5 separate regions of the Mus musculus genome follow, and regions 1, 2, 4 and 5 are each linked to region 3. Evidence: chromatin contacts called from public HiCAR-type and promoter capture Hi-C data. All regions are on one chromosome and are shown on one strand. Each heading gives the region's core, a stretch centred on a gene start, on an enhancer-like site or on the middle of the called end of the contact. The rest is flanking DNA. Distances are from core to core; before and after follow the strand shown. Region 1 holds the start of Ttc37 (tetratricopeptide repeat domain 37). Region 2 holds the start of Ell2 (elongation factor for RNA polymerase II 2). Region 3 holds the start of Ccdc127 (coiled-coil domain containing 127). Region 4 holds the start of Ndufs6 (NADH:ubiquinone oxidoreductase core subunit S6). Region 5 holds the start of Gpr150 (G protein-coupled receptor 150).

The links. Promoter capture Hi-C pulls out the DNA fragments that hold promoters and counts their contacts. HiCAR-type assays count read pairs that join an accessible place to other places.
Region 1: a contact with region 3 is called in a promoter capture Hi-C map of liver, with 5 times the contacts expected there. The contact joins the promoter of Ttc37 here to the promoter of Ccdc127 in region 3. A contact is called at or near these places in 11 of 39 promoter capture datasets (the 3T3-L1 cell line, 3T3-L1-derived adipocytes, the C10 cell line and 6 more), 1 of 484 Hi-C or Micro-C datasets (pro-B cells), 2 of 115 datasets of contacts at active chromatin or transcription factors (astrocytes and large pre-B cells) and 2 of 9 other capture datasets (adipose tissue and liver).
Region 2: a contact with region 3 is called in a promoter capture Hi-C map of pre-B cells, with 9 times the contacts expected there. The contact joins the promoter of Ell2 here to the promoter of Ccdc127 in region 3. A contact is called at or near these places in 4 of 39 promoter capture datasets (cranial neural crest, liver, pre-B cells and 1 more), 3 of 115 datasets of contacts at active chromatin or transcription factors (embryonic stem cells, stem cell-derived neural progenitor cells and thymic regulatory T cells) and 2 of 9 other capture datasets (adipose tissue and liver).
Region 4: a contact with region 3 is called in a promoter capture Hi-C map of pre-B cells. The contact joins the promoter of Ndufs6 here to the promoter of Ccdc127 in region 3. A contact is called at or near these places in 1 of 39 promoter capture datasets (pre-B cells), 1 of 484 Hi-C or Micro-C datasets (CD8 T cells) and 1 of 9 other capture datasets (liver).
Region 5: a contact with region 3 is called in a HiCAR-type map of astrocytes, with 5 times the contacts expected there. The contact joins the promoter of Gpr150 here to the promoter of Ccdc127 in region 3. A contact is called at or near these places in 8 of 39 promoter capture datasets (the 3T3-L1 cell line, cranial neural crest, frontonasal cranial neural crest and 3 more) and 1 of 115 datasets of contacts at active chromatin or transcription factors (astrocytes).

The regions. Positions count from the first base shown.
Region 1 is chr13:76,097,338-76,100,037 of GRCm38.p6, reverse strand. It overlaps Ttc37 (tetratricopeptide repeat domain 37), which reads right to left and starts at 1,304. Exons shown (of 44, transcript NM_001081352.2): 1 at 1,209-1,304; 2 at 598-667. It overlaps Arsk (arylsulfatase K), which reads left to right and starts at 1,378. Exons shown (of 8, transcript NM_029847.4): 1 at 1,378-1,664. The coding sequence starts at 1,530.
Region 2 is chr13:75,706,202-75,708,901 of GRCm38.p6, reverse strand. Ell2 (elongation factor for RNA polymerase II 2) reads right to left here and starts at 1,418. Exons shown (of 12, transcript NM_138953.2): 1 at 1,105-1,418. The coding sequence starts at 1,251. 1700037F03Rik (a long non-coding RNA gene) reads left to right here and starts at 1,745. Exons shown (of 3, transcript XR_873683.1): 1 at 1,745-1,823.
Region 3 is chr13:74,348,929-74,351,628 of GRCm38.p6, reverse strand. Ccdc127 (coiled-coil domain containing 127) reads right to left here and starts at 1,312. Exons shown (of 3, transcript NM_001168659.1): 1 at 1,221-1,312. It overlaps Sdha (succinate dehydrogenase complex, subunit A, flavoprotein (Fp)), which reads left to right and starts at 1,389. Exons shown (of 15, transcript NM_023281.1): 1 at 1,389-1,483. The coding sequence starts at 1,421.
Region 4 is chr13:73,327,040-73,329,739 of GRCm38.p6, reverse strand. Ndufs6 (NADH:ubiquinone oxidoreductase core subunit S6) reads left to right here and starts at 1,258. Exons shown (of 4, transcript NM_010888.2): 1 at 1,258-1,401; 2 at 2,271-2,324. The coding sequence starts at 1,294. It also overlaps a transcript of Mrpl36 not described here.
Region 5 is chr13:76,055,572-76,058,271 of GRCm38.p6, reverse strand. Gpr150 (G protein-coupled receptor 150) reads left to right here and starts at 1,276. Exons shown (of 1, transcript NM_175495.2): 1 at 1,276-2,700. The coding sequence starts at 1,448.

The sequences.
Region 1 (2,700 bases), core at 55-2,554, 1.7 Mb before region 3:
GTCCCTAAAATACCTATTCCACCAACCTGCTACAGCGCCTGCTCTCACTGACACCGCAATTACAGAAAGAAGAAAAGGATGTGCTCTGTCCTCAGAACAAGGGCCTGCAGAAACAGAGCCTTCAAGGATCATCTGTGTTCAACGAATCATTACTATGCAAAAAAAAAAAAAAAAAAAGAATACCAAATGTAATTTTTATAAAACTAAGCACCAGTTGATATTGTTTCTGTAAAGTATGTCCTACATTCCAAATTTACTCAACACAATTCTGGGGAGTGTGCCCTGTTTAGGAGGTAATCTACTTAGATAAGCTATTGAAAAGTTATTTAACCTCTCTGTTTTCGCATCTGTAAAGTAGTCTAAGTGAAGATTAAGGAGTACATTCCACGTAAAGCATGCTACACAGTAAATATACAGTAAAGCTTAACAGACACTAAACACATACCGCTCTGTATTAGATGTGTAAGGTGTTTTATTACAATTAATCTGTACACAAGGCTGCCAGATATGAGAGTTGAGATTTTAAATAAATAGCATTACTCCTCCTTTTCCTGCCAGAAAATCAACACAAGTGGTGTAATGTACAATTATATATACCTGAAACTTATCAGTGAATAATTTGACTTGAAAATAGAAACGTGCTTCTTCCAGAATTCTCCAAAGGAATCTAGCAATCAAAAAAAGGAACAGCTGATTATTCTATACCCAACAATGTTACTCCGAGCATACATCAATTAACCGCACACTTCACACAGTCCACATCTGTACCTTTTAGAACCGGTCCCTATTGCTACTCCAAAGACAAAGAACAGCCAAGCTGTTCCGTATCTGGAACCTGAAACTTATTAGGCCCGCTCTTCAACCCACATGAGCATAATCCTTACAGGTCGGCAAACGGAGGAAATACGATGAGGGGGGCTTCCTGACTAGGGTTCCGGAACGCAGCAGAAATCCACACCACTACCCAGACCACACACGAGGTGACCTAGCCTAAAGTCCCATATAGGCACAACCCAATCCAATTCAAGTGACAGAATCACTGCCACCTCATCACCGCCAAGTTCACTTTGTCAGCGAACATTCAGCCCCGCACAAAAGGAAGACAGCCCGTAACATCACGCTCATGCTCAGTATTTTCTCCCCCTAAATACCACTTCTACTGCCTTTAGATTTCAACTTCTGCCAAAACCGAAGCGATCAGAACCCACCTGGGCATGTGGGACTGCCACAAAGTACAAGTCTGAACAACGCATGCGCGCTTCCCCAGACATCGCTTGAGTGAGAGGAACTGGCAGAGCTATCATTAGCTCGAAATTTGATTAAAACGGTCTTCACATGGGCTGAGCGCGATTGGTTTTTGCGCATGCGCCTGCCCTTGGCCTGATGGGAGGTGTAGTTTCTAGGTGCCGCTCATATTTACTTCTGTATTTGTAAGCCAAACTTCTAGTCTTGTCCCTAGAGTCCGGCCCCTGCTCATGACTGGAGAGCAGGCTACAGGAGACCCGCTCAGCAGCCGCTTCTGAACGGCCATGCCCGCGATGCTGTTGCTGTTGGTGTCGGTGGTCGCAGCGTTAGCACTCGCAGCACCGGCCCCCAGAACACAGAAGAAAAGGATGCAAGTGAACCAGGCGCCCAACGTGGTGCTGGTCGCCAGTGACTCCTTCGTAAGTACCCAAAGGACGGGGAGCAGACACCGCCCAGAGCCTGTGGAGAAACATCACAGGGAACAGGACCCTGGGGTTGAGAGGTCCCGCATGCGCACACCTGCAAGCACGCATGTGCATACTAATAAAGTAGTAGAAAGAAGCCAGTCTCTAACTCCTGGGCTTTGCTCCTTGAACTTTATTCACTAGACCAGCAATTCTCAACCTGTGGCTCTCGATCCCTTGGGAGAGGTCGAGTCACCTTTTGCAGAAGTCACCTAAGACCATCGGAAATATCAGATATTTACATTACAACTCATACCTAACAAAATTACAGTTATGAAGTGACAACAAAAATAATCGTATGGTTGGGAGAGTCACCATAATATGAGGAACTGTATTAAACTGTTGCAGCATAGAAAGGCTGAGAACCACTAATCTAGACATTCTATACTTGTGTTAGCACTGATTTAAAGAAGTTATTTGTGTATGCATCACCTTAAATTTGATTTAAATTCATATGGAAAGTGAAAGGACCTCGAATTGGGAAGGGGAAAAAAACATGAAAAAGAAGACTGATTTAAAAAAAAAAAAAAAAAGCTTTTAATTTCAAAACTAATGGTAAAGCTACAATAGCCACAATAGTACTTTACATGCAGAACAATAAATATTCAGACCAGTAGAGTAGAATTAAGAGTCCAGAAATAGTCTTATAAACAAGTAGTGCTGGAAAAGTAAATATATACATGGAAAGGAACAAAATTGGGTCCTGCCTTCCACCATGTGTAAAAACAAAAGTTAGTCAATGATTTAAATGTAAAAGCTAAGGCTATAAAACTCCTTCAAGACAATGGAAGTGTAAATTGTCATAATCTTGGTTTAGGCAATTTAAAATGAGCCAAGGATTTGAAAAGACATTCCTACACAGAATATACACAGATAGCCAATAAGCCCATCATAAGAAGCTTAGATTCATTAATCATTAGGGAAATGTAGCTCAAACCAATTGATCCCCATAAGGATAGCCAGAATCAAAAGGCATAAAAATAGGAGGAAG
Region 2 (2,700 bases), core at 169-2,668, 1.4 Mb before region 3:
CAACATGTCCACTTTCGTCTCCCTACTCCCCCACCCCCTTTTACATGCCCATAATCGGCTTCCTTATACCCCCATCTGGTTAAATTGTCATTACGGTGCCTTTCTGTGCGAAAGTTCCTGGGTTTGGACTCCAGCTACAGGGTATGTGCCTTGGAGCCTCTTCCTCTAGTGGAGTCAAGCGCTCAGAGTATGGGATGAGGCGGAGACCACAGGTTTCTCTCTCTGGGGCCCAGGAAAAGAGCAGAATCTCATCCAGTCAGCCGTCTGTCTCCCCACAACCTTCGGGCTCGCTCCTCGCCAACAGACAGCGAGCCAGCACAGGACGCGGAGCGCCTTTCGGCTACGCGGAGCTTCTGAGAATTCCTTTCCCCAGACCCGGCCGTCTTGTTTCAGGCTCTAGTTGATTTTGAGTCTTCTGGTGTCTCTCCCGGAGATGAGGTGTCGGTTTGCGGCCACTCGGTATGCGGTGTGTCTCCGGGAACCCAACCCACAGAGCTGGAGTCCCCGAGTCCCCGAGAGTGCAAGGTGTGTCCCCCTCCCCCTCCTCGCAGCGCCAGTGTCCCGGCCTTCCCGAGTACACCATGTACACTCTCGCCTGCAATAGGGGTGCCAGTGTCTCCGAGTCCCTGAGAGTACTAGTTATGTCTTCACCCCCACGGAGTGCCGCTGCCCCTCGCTCAGCGACTCAGCCATCCCTCCGCGTTTCCCAGAAAACTCTGACCGCTCGCGGCCTCCGACCCTCGCTTCTTTACTGGTAGCTCCGTGCGCCCCCTCCGAGGGTAAGGCGATCGCCACACTTCTCTCCCAAAGGACCCGGTTCCTCCTCCGGACCAAACAAGCCAGAAACCCCGCGGGCGGCTGTCGGAAAGTCCCGCAGCGGCCGCGCAGCCCCGGCCAGGCCGACCCCGCCACAAGGGGCCGCCCGCCCGCGCCCTCGATCCAGAGGCCCCGGACCGCGGCGTCGGCGCCCGCGGCTGGCCTCGTTCCCTTCGGCGGGTGCGGAGGCAGCAGCGGGAGCCAGCGCCCCACCGGCGCGGCGCCAGGCGCCCGGCAGAAAGATCAGTGGCCGCCGCCTCCCCGAGCGCTGCCCGGCCGGCCGCTCACCTTGTGGCTCTGGTAAGTCTCCAGCGCCCGGATCGCCGTCTCGGTGAGCTTCACATGCAGCACGGTGATGTTGTCCTGCCCCAGCCGCCCGCACGCCAGCCCGTACCGCTGCTCCTCCCGCAGTCCCGCAGCCCCCCCCGCCGCCATCTTAAACTCCCCGGGGTGCCACCGCGGACGCCGCTCGGGCTCCAGCCTCCACTGCGGCCGCGGCTGCTCGGGCTCCTGCAGCCGCCGCCACAGCTACGGCCATCCCGCTGCTGACGTACTGTCATATACTGCGCGCAGCTAGACCTCGGGCTTCCACAGCTGCGGGCCGCCCCACCCTCGAGCCCGCACCCCGCCCTGGACTCTGTTCATTGGTCTGAATCCCCACAGAGCCTCCCTCATTGGCTGCTCTTCACCTCAAGGGGGCGGGGCCCAAAGTCGCAGGAGTTTTGCTCTCAGGACGGGACGTCCGACAGAGGAGAGGTTGACGTCGGGGTGACGCGTCGAGTTAATCTTATCTGACGTCATGTCTCGTCTTGGCTCTCCTGCGGCGATTGGCTGGACCGATTTGGGGCAGAACCCTGCTAATTGGGTGTCAAGGTTACCAAGTGAGCCTAAGTCGGAGCCCCGCCCCTTGAGAGGTAATAGTGGACCGAACACATAGGTCAACCTGTTCTTGCGGTACGAAGTGAAGATCCCCATTCGGTAGGGGTGAAGGCAGGACAGATGACCAAGTACGGATTTTGTTTCCTGACAGCTGCACAAGCTTTGGGTCTTGATATGCTCTGTGGTGCAGACACCGTAGGCTGTCTCAAGAGAGCTTTTCCTTAAAAGGAAGTTCAGTACTGGGGTGGCACAAAGGTTTATTTATTTGTTTGTTTGTTTGTTTGTTTGTTTATTTTTAATTCCAGACTTGAAATTACCAAGTCAGCTGTAGTCTTCAGTAGTTGTGTGAGACTGTGTGGAAAACTTAAGCACAAAATTATACCAGTGCATTAAATGTGTTTTGAGTGGTGGTCATGATACAATAAATAGAGTTGGACCTTAGAGTCTTTCAAAATCAACTCATACATGTATGTGACTTCAAAGGAATAGAATATGCACTGGAGCTCATCATATGATCAGGGTTATGCCTTTTTATGGGTCATGGGGAAACCATACTGTTCGGGGTTTCTTCTTTCAAAGGCCCTTGAAGAGTATAACTGACCTTGAGGTAGGTAAAAAGAAACAATGATACCACCCATTCTCTGAGTCTTCTTTGAGATCTGTGTCTTTCATTGGTTTTATTTAGGCTAGGAGGTCTTACTGAGTTTAAATGGAGGAGGTAGAGGCCAAAGTGTAAGGAGGCTTGGCTTAGTTTCCACTTCAGTTTACACTGTGTGTGGGCATGGCTAAAGGAGGGTGCCTACAGCAATCCTCTTTAAGCTGTGTGCGGATAGACTAGATAGGTTTCCCCTGAGAAGGTCAATTAATTGGCTGATCAGAAACACAAGACAAAAAGCAAACAATTGCCAAGTTGAGGCTGGGAGATTGACTGTGGAAGGTAGGTTCTAGGCCCGCCTGGGCTTCAAACCAAGCCCTGTCTCAGAAAACAAGAGCAAAAACTAAACA
Region 3 (2,700 bases), core at 63-2,562:
ATATATAACCATAATACATGGCTCAGAATGTAACGGTTTATAGGAACTATAGAATTAATACGTATGACGTATGGTAGATGCCTAATTTAGAAATATGTATGTGTATATACATATATATATATGTATGTATGCACACACACACATACACACACTAAAAGCAGGCAACTTTCAAAAACCTCCTACTATGTATAGCCATCCATCAGATATCTGATGGGGAGCCCCATCTCATACCAAAAGCCTTGAAGATAGCCAAGGCTCCCATATACAATGCTGTATTTGAATATAATCTGCTCAATACTTTATCTCTAAGTCACCGATACCTAATAAGGTATAAAGGCACTTAAGTAGTTCATCTGTTTTATTTTCCCCCTTGTTAAAAAAAAAGTCTGTACATACTCCGAACAGACACATTTTCCCCAAATATATTTTATCTGCAGTTGGTTGAACCCACCAACGCAGAACCCTTGTAGGGTAAGCTGTCATATTTATTTCCTCTGCACCAACAACATCCATTTTGGGGTTATAAAGTTCAAGGAAATAATTCAAAATATAAAGTGTTGTGCATGAATATATTCCATATTTCCTTATTTATTAATAAAAAAACAAAGAAATAAAATGGGAACGGTTCATTGTAAACTTAAACAATTCAAAATAATGGTCATAAAGATTGTGCACCAAGAGGAAAACCTTAATCTAATATTAACTGAAAATTCAGGAAACAATTACGATTATTGGTTTACTTTTTATGCTATTTAATTCCACCGAACATTTCAGCTATACTCACTAGAAAAATAGAAAAACTATCTGAAAGTGATCAAATGAGAGCGCGTTTGCAATATGGGATGCTAGCCACGATCTAAGCAGCTTTCAGGATGACAACAGGCCGGGCCTCCAGCTTCCCAGCTGCTGTAACGAAGACGAAAGCTTTGGATATAGTTTCTAGTTCAGTATCCTGGCTTTTACGTAGCCCAGTGCAGCTAGCTGCTCCTTGTCCAGCCACCAAGACATCATTCCTACCTACTCTAGAAGTCCAGGGCAGTATGTACCCCCCCCCCCCCCCATTAGTTGAGATTCAAGCGCCCAACAAAACGGGCTCTTATGGAGCTTGCGATCTCCGCCCCAGGACCCTACTTCCATCTCTCCAGATCATCCGACCCTCTCTGTTTTGGCAAACAAGAACCACCCGAGAAGCACTTTAAAGACATTGGCACCTCACTTACCCCTGGAGCAGAGCCCATCAGCGTTGCTGCCACCCTACCTCAGACGTGTTGCCACCGCCGCGTTTACAGGGCGCAGGCGCACCACCACTCACGCGAGCCAGGAGGGGCGTGTTGCGCAGGCGCAGAATCTTCCAAGCCCGACACCCGCGCGACTCGGTGCGCAAGCGCAGTCTGTCGCTGGGGCTTGCGGGAAGGCAGACATGGCCGGGGTTGGCGCAGTTTCGAGGCTTCTTCGCGGGCGGCGCTTGGCGTTAACTGGGGCGGTGAGTTAGTGCCACGAAATGGCAGGCGCTAGGAGTGCGCCACGATTCCACCCGAGTTGGCCTGAGTCTGGGAAGGTGCAGTGGGCCGAAGCCGACTGCTTTCCGGCGAAGGTCACGACCCCGAGGTCGCGGGCGTGGAGTCTGGCCTTCCCCGTCTTGGTCTAGCGAAGTTCTCCAAGGTTAAAGGGAGGGACCGGCCTGTTGCATTCTGGATGCGGACGGGTCTGCGAGTAATCCGTTGGTAGTCTGGGTGTCGACACTAAGACTTATAAGTGATGAGCTTACAGGTTTTGTGTAGTGGCCTTAGCTACTGTTTTTAAATATCAAAGAGATATTTGAAGATACCAGGTGAGACTTCTGCACCGTGTTCATCCAGTCTTGCGACTTCTTTTTGCATTTGAAGAGGTACACAGTGACTCAGGGTTGCAGGGGTCTGATGTTGGCCTCCCAGATTGTCAGATCTTGTCTCAGTGCACTCTTTGCCGGTCACCTGTTATTCGTCACACTCCTAGGGTTTTATTAACGTAAACTAAATTTGACAGGTTGGGTTCTTTAAAGTTCTGTCTCACCTACCTACTTAACAATTTAATTACAAAGTAAAGGCCCTAAGACATTGAACAGTATCGACTTGCATTGTGCATCAAATTATGGCTGCAGTTGTCTATTTTCTGAAATAGATATTAAAATGCATGTTCAATGAAATGTTCAAGGGTTAGTTGGCAGCTATTCTTGCAAGGCCAGAAGGCATTTTCAAACCTTGATAATTTCTGTGATTTGTATTTGCTGCCACAAACTCCTACTTCCACCTCTATCCCTTGGGCTCTGCAAGAAGGGTTTTAAGTCCTGATCATTGAAGCCCTTTACAGGAGATAATAAGTCAGCCACCTATAATTGTAGCAGAATTCTTTTGTAGCAGAAATAGGTGAGCCCACCCCATGCCCAGGATTCACTCCACACACTCAAGGAAAAAAAAAAAAAATAATGATAGTCTGAGCCCAGCTCTGGCTAATGCCCAAAAGGAACAGTCAAGGATAGAAGATTTTTATTAACTTGTATACACCTTAGGTTTATGCTTACCACATATGTTGGCATCCTTAAATTCCTTTCCTATTCCAGATCCAGTTTATGCTTTGACCAGTTTAGACAGAGACAGGAGACTGCAAGTCTGGCCACTTAGGCAGGTGGGAGATTTGCACAGCAAAGGTATTTTTCATTGC
Region 4 (2,700 bases), core at 9-2,508, 1.0 Mb after region 3:
AACTCACATGTGTGTGAACTCATACACAGACAGGGGGTGTTAGGGTTTAAATAGAGACTTAGGGCTGGAGAGATAGCTTGATGGCTAAGAGCACCTGCTACTCTTGCAGAAGACCATCATTCTGTTCCCAGCACCCACACAACTACTCAAATGGACTGTAACTTGACCTGTCTGGAGATCCTGTGCCCTTCTCTTGGTACCAGGTAACCACACACATGGCCATATATAAATGTATACACTCATACATATAAAATAAATCCTTTAAAAAGAGGGAGAATGAGACAAATCTGCAGGACAGGGTGTGGAGACATAAGCCTGAAATCCCAGCACTCCAAAGGCTGAGGCAGGAAGACAGTGAGTGCTAGGTTAGCCTGGCTTACAGAGCTTAAGGCTAGCCAGGGCATCTTAGGCCCACATTTATTGGGGCATTTTTCAACTTGGCGAGGTCTTTGTCCTTGTGTCTTAGGGCCCTCTCTGGTTACCCCTTTCGTCTTCAGACTCACCTAGTCCTTATGCTATAGCAGAGCACAGAAAGGTAGATACCAGGTCATTAACCTCCAATCCTGGCCAAGAGATCCCAAACAACACATGCTAGCTTCTGGCACTTTCTCGGAATTAGTGACCCGGCCCTGCTCTGAGTCTGGGGTCCCACCTGTCTACCTCTGAGCAAAGTTGTTCAGGCTACTTTGGGGTTTGACAGTATATGTCGTTCCAAGGGAGGTTCGGACTCAGATTCAAATGAGGCAGGAGAGGCCAAAACAGCCTTCAGAGTTACAGACTACGATTTGCATCAGGTTTTTTTCTACATAGCAGAGCTTTTCCGGACAGCTTTCCAATGCTGGGTAAACTTCCTTGCAGTCTAACTGGAAACTGAACTACTGCAGCGTTGCAAAAATGCTCAGAAATCTAACTTTCCTACACCAACATACAGGACCAGGAGAGTTGACTGCACAAACTGTTTCTTCTGCTGAACAACTTACTTCTTTACTCAAAACAAAACAGAAAACAAAAAACAAACCAACCCACGGAAAATCTGCATTTTCTCCATTGGCATAAAAGCACACACAGCGCATCTTCAGTTTCCGTCCCCCCACCCCCTGCCTTTGTCACACTAGTAACCTTTGAACACTGCGCACAGTTAAGCCGCAGCTCCGCATCCTATCCAGTTCCACCACCAGCCCCGCCAGCCGCTCAGGCATAGGACGAAAAAAGTTCCACAAGTACTCCCCGCCGACTGCTGTGCGCCTGCGCCGGCACTTGGTACGACGCGTGGGGTCAAGGGTCACCGGCAAGATGGCGGCGGTGCTGACCTTCCGCCGGCTGTTGACTCTCCCCAGGGCTGCACGGGGTTTCGGGGTTCAAGTGTCGCCGAGCGGGGAAAAGATCACGCATACCGGCCAGGTAACGGCCGCGCCCGCCATGCCTGGAACCCAAGACTGACGGTAGCAGGGAGCGCAGCAAGGTGTGCTTCTGCCAGGCTAGCGCGCGGCACTACTGGGCTCACCTTGTGCAACCCGCTGCTCCGGTTTCTAGCTGGTGGCTTTCGGTTGGGACTTGGATCTCCTCATTCTTTAGGCCATATCTTTATATTAAGTTCAATGTTTTAACAAATGATTGTTGTGTTTTGGACCCGGGACAGAGGACTGAGGTGCATATTTTACATATCAAAGGAGACCCGGCATGCAGGTTCTCCCAGCATTCCTCAGTCCCTACCTGGCGTTGCAGCCCAGGATCCTCCCTATATAATCCAGGCATTTTGGTTTCTCCCACCCTGTCTCTTTCTCCTCTCCTTGAACACACTCCCTTTCTCTCCCCCGACCCCTCCTCCTGTCCCAATGGTGACTTCTCTGGCCTCAATCCTTGGGGCCAGTGAACTCACCTGAGAGCGGCTTCCCAATAAACCTACCTTTAATATAATTTAATCTGGCTTGAATTGGTTCATTTCACCAGTGGAGAAATAGCCTATCAATAGTGTATAAAGCAACCCTAGCGTTCGTTCAATATAATAGTGAACCAAAAAATGAGAAACTATGTCTGCTGAAATGAAATCGCGCCTGTTGGAGTTGGCTACTTGTGAGGGCAGGAACTTTGTCTCCAGTCTGCACTCCAGCCTGTCATCCCCTGAGACCGTTCAGTACAAGTTCATTTTGCCTCTTAGTGGGTCTGTCTCCTCATCAATGGGTATAGGCCAAGGGGAACATCGTTCTATAGTATTTTCAATCAATATTATGTGACTTTATTTAGAATAATAGATGGCCTTTTTTTTCCAGGTGTATGATGAAAAAGACTACAGGAGGGTTCGTTTTGTAGATCGTCAGAAAGAGGTAAGTGAAAGATAGAGGAATTCGTAAAACTTAAGCAGGTTGAGCAACTCAAATGCCGGAAGTGTATTGAGCACTAATGTACCACAGTGAATCCTGCGCCTGACTTGGGTGGTAGATTGTAATGAAAAGACAGGCACAACTGAGGTATTGCATAAAAATACCTTCAAGCTCTGTATGAGGTGTAAAGAGACAAGTGGATTTCATGTTTGTACTTGGGCCCATCTTTGAGGTAGCTCGTGTTCCTTAAAGGTATTTGAGCTTTGAGGTAGCTCTTTTGTATCCTCATTGTTGGTCCTAGGCTCCTCCTGGAAGTGGTACTTAGTGTGTGCCAGCTTAACATGGAAGAAGCTAAAGAAATCCTCACATATCACAACCA
Region 5 (2,700 bases), core at 27-2,526, 1.7 Mb before region 3:
ACATGTCTCCAGCCAAAATGATAGACCTTAGGAAAATGAGATTTCTACAGCAACCAGCAGGGTGGTACGAATCCTACCAAGTCCCCCTAATTCATGCATCTGTAGGTTGCAAACATTCCCACAGCTTGGGAAGCAACAGACACCCATTCCTCCCTGGCCCAAGACCAGGAAGTACAAGAAATTTTACTTTCACCATGATTAATTTGATGGATGCACAAACTGATGCTTCCAACGGGAAAAGTGAATTGTTTGTGAAATGAGGCTAAAAGTGGCAGCATTAAATCTAAACCATTTCCTGTGAACTGGATTTCTTTTTTAAAAATTGGCTGCTGTATGGTTTTCTTAGTCACCTTTTCTCTGGGCTTATTGGAGGCGTAGTCCCTCCCAGCAACCTCCCATCTGCTGGAAAACAGAATCAGGAGACAGAGAAGCCCGCGTGACACATCCATCACTAGAAGAAAATACTAGGAAGGACTCAATCCATGAACCACCATTTGTATAAAAATCTGGTAGTACTGTCTTCAGACTGACAAAATGAGTTTTGCATCACTGAGAGGAGAGAGCGGCTGCCATCCCCTGATGCTAGTAAAGAGAGTACTGGAAAGCATCTGCAGACCTCTCTGTTCCTAATTGCCAGGCAAAGGGAGGGCCCATAGTTCTCTCCGGATTAAAGTCCTAGCACTGCAGGCAGAGGAAGGTATACCCCTATCAAAGGCTCACCTAATGACTCTGCTCAAAAAGCTATTACTACTATTTAGGACTGGTTGTAGTTCTGTGGTAGACTGCTGGCCCAGCAGGGTCGGAAGTGGAGAAATAGAGGAACCCTGCTTGGTTTCTTGTGTCCTTGTATTTCTCAAGCTAGCGCAGACGTATGGCATTACAAAAAAAAAAATTCTTTTCTTTTTTTTTTTATCAAAAGTAGCATTTGTAATTTTTCCTGTTAGCAATCACACAATTAATTGTTGGGGGTGGGGATACTATCTCAGCCGAGGAACTATCTATCTCATAATTGATTCTGAGTTAACATTAGTTAGCCTTTGCAGTGGTCACATGCACAACTTTCTTTCTGGCTATATGTCACAGGGCAAGATTTCCAGAGCCTAGAGGTCCACGGATGCCACTGAGGGAGGCGGCTGTGTGGATTAGAAAGATGCTCTGCTGGGATGGGGGGGGGGGCAGTGGGGAGGGGGAGGAAGCGAAAAGCGGAGAAGGTGGAGAATAGGGATCATGTGTGTTCCTCGAATATACAACCCACATTTGAGTGACAAATACCAAGAACAACCTATACAAACAACTAAGCGCAAATCCACGCGTATCCATCTCACCCTGGGTGTGTGTGCTTTTTCAACTAACTTTGGGAAATCGCCGAGACCCAGCGGTGTGGCCCGCGCCACCTCTCATAGACTTTGGCCTTTTAAGCGGTATCTCTCTTTCCTCCGGATTAAGGATGGAAGATCCTTTCAGCCTCGCAATTCTGAATCCCGCATCCAACCTTTCTGTACCCACTCAGCCAAGCTGGAGTCTCAACCTGACTTCTGAGCAAGGAGCCTCTGTCCCAGGACCGCATTCGCCTCCACGCGGGCCACCCAGCCACCGGATCCATCTGGTCTTCTTGGGGATCATCCTGGTGGCCGCGGTAGCTGGCAACACCACTGTGCTCTGCCGCCTGTGCGGCGGTAGCAGCGGACCCTGGCCGGGTCCCAAGCGTCGCAAGATGGACTTCCTGCTTGTGCAGCTAGCAGCGGCTGACCTGTACGCAAGTGGAGGAACAGCATTGTCGCAGCTGGCTTGGGAGCTGCTGGGCGACCCGAGACCGGCTCTGGGCGACTTGGCTTGTCGCCTTTCCCATCTGCTGCAGGCATCGGGGCGGGGCGCCTCCGCCCACCTGGTGGCGCTCATTGCCTTGGAGCGCCAGCTCGCGGTGCGCATTCCTCAGGGCCCTCAGTTGCCAGCACGTGCCCTGGCTGCCCTGAGCTGGCTGCTGGCTCTGCTACTGGCGCTGCCTCCGACCTTCGTGGTGCGCTGGGATGCTCCTCCATCTTCAACCGCCAATGCCTGGCCAGGGAAGCATTGCTGCAGGGGCATCTTCGCGCCCCTGCCGCGCTGGCACCTGCAGGTCTACGCGCTCTATGAAGCTATCGTGGGCTTCGCGGCGCCGGTCGCTCTCTTAGGCTTCTCTTGCGGCCACCTGCTGTGTGTCTGGTGGCAGCGTGGGTCTCAGGCTCCGGTGGCTAGGATGCCCTGGTCGCCCAGTATGGCCAGAGCCTCCTTGCCCAGCGCGTTGCCCCAAGCCAAGGTGCAAAGCTTGAAAATGAGCCTGGCGCTGGCACTGCTCTTCGTGGGCTGCGACCTGCCCTACTTCGCCGCTCGCTTGGCAGCCGCCTGGTCATCGAAGCCCGCGGGTGACTGGGAGAGAGAGAGCCTGGTGGCGGCGATGCGCGTCCTAGAGGTGGCCAACAGCGCCATCAACCCTTTGATCTACCTTTTCTTCCAGGCGGGCGACTGCCGTCTCTGGCGGAGGCTGCGGAGGCGCCTAGGAGTTCTGTGCTGCGTGCGGGAGGAAGAAGCCGATATCAGCGAATGGGCTGGGGACCACCAGGCACTCCACCGCCATCGCTGGCCCCACCCTCATTATCACCATGCCCGGCGGGAGGAGCGGAACCAGGGCTGCCTGCGCCCACCCCCGCCACGCCCCAGACC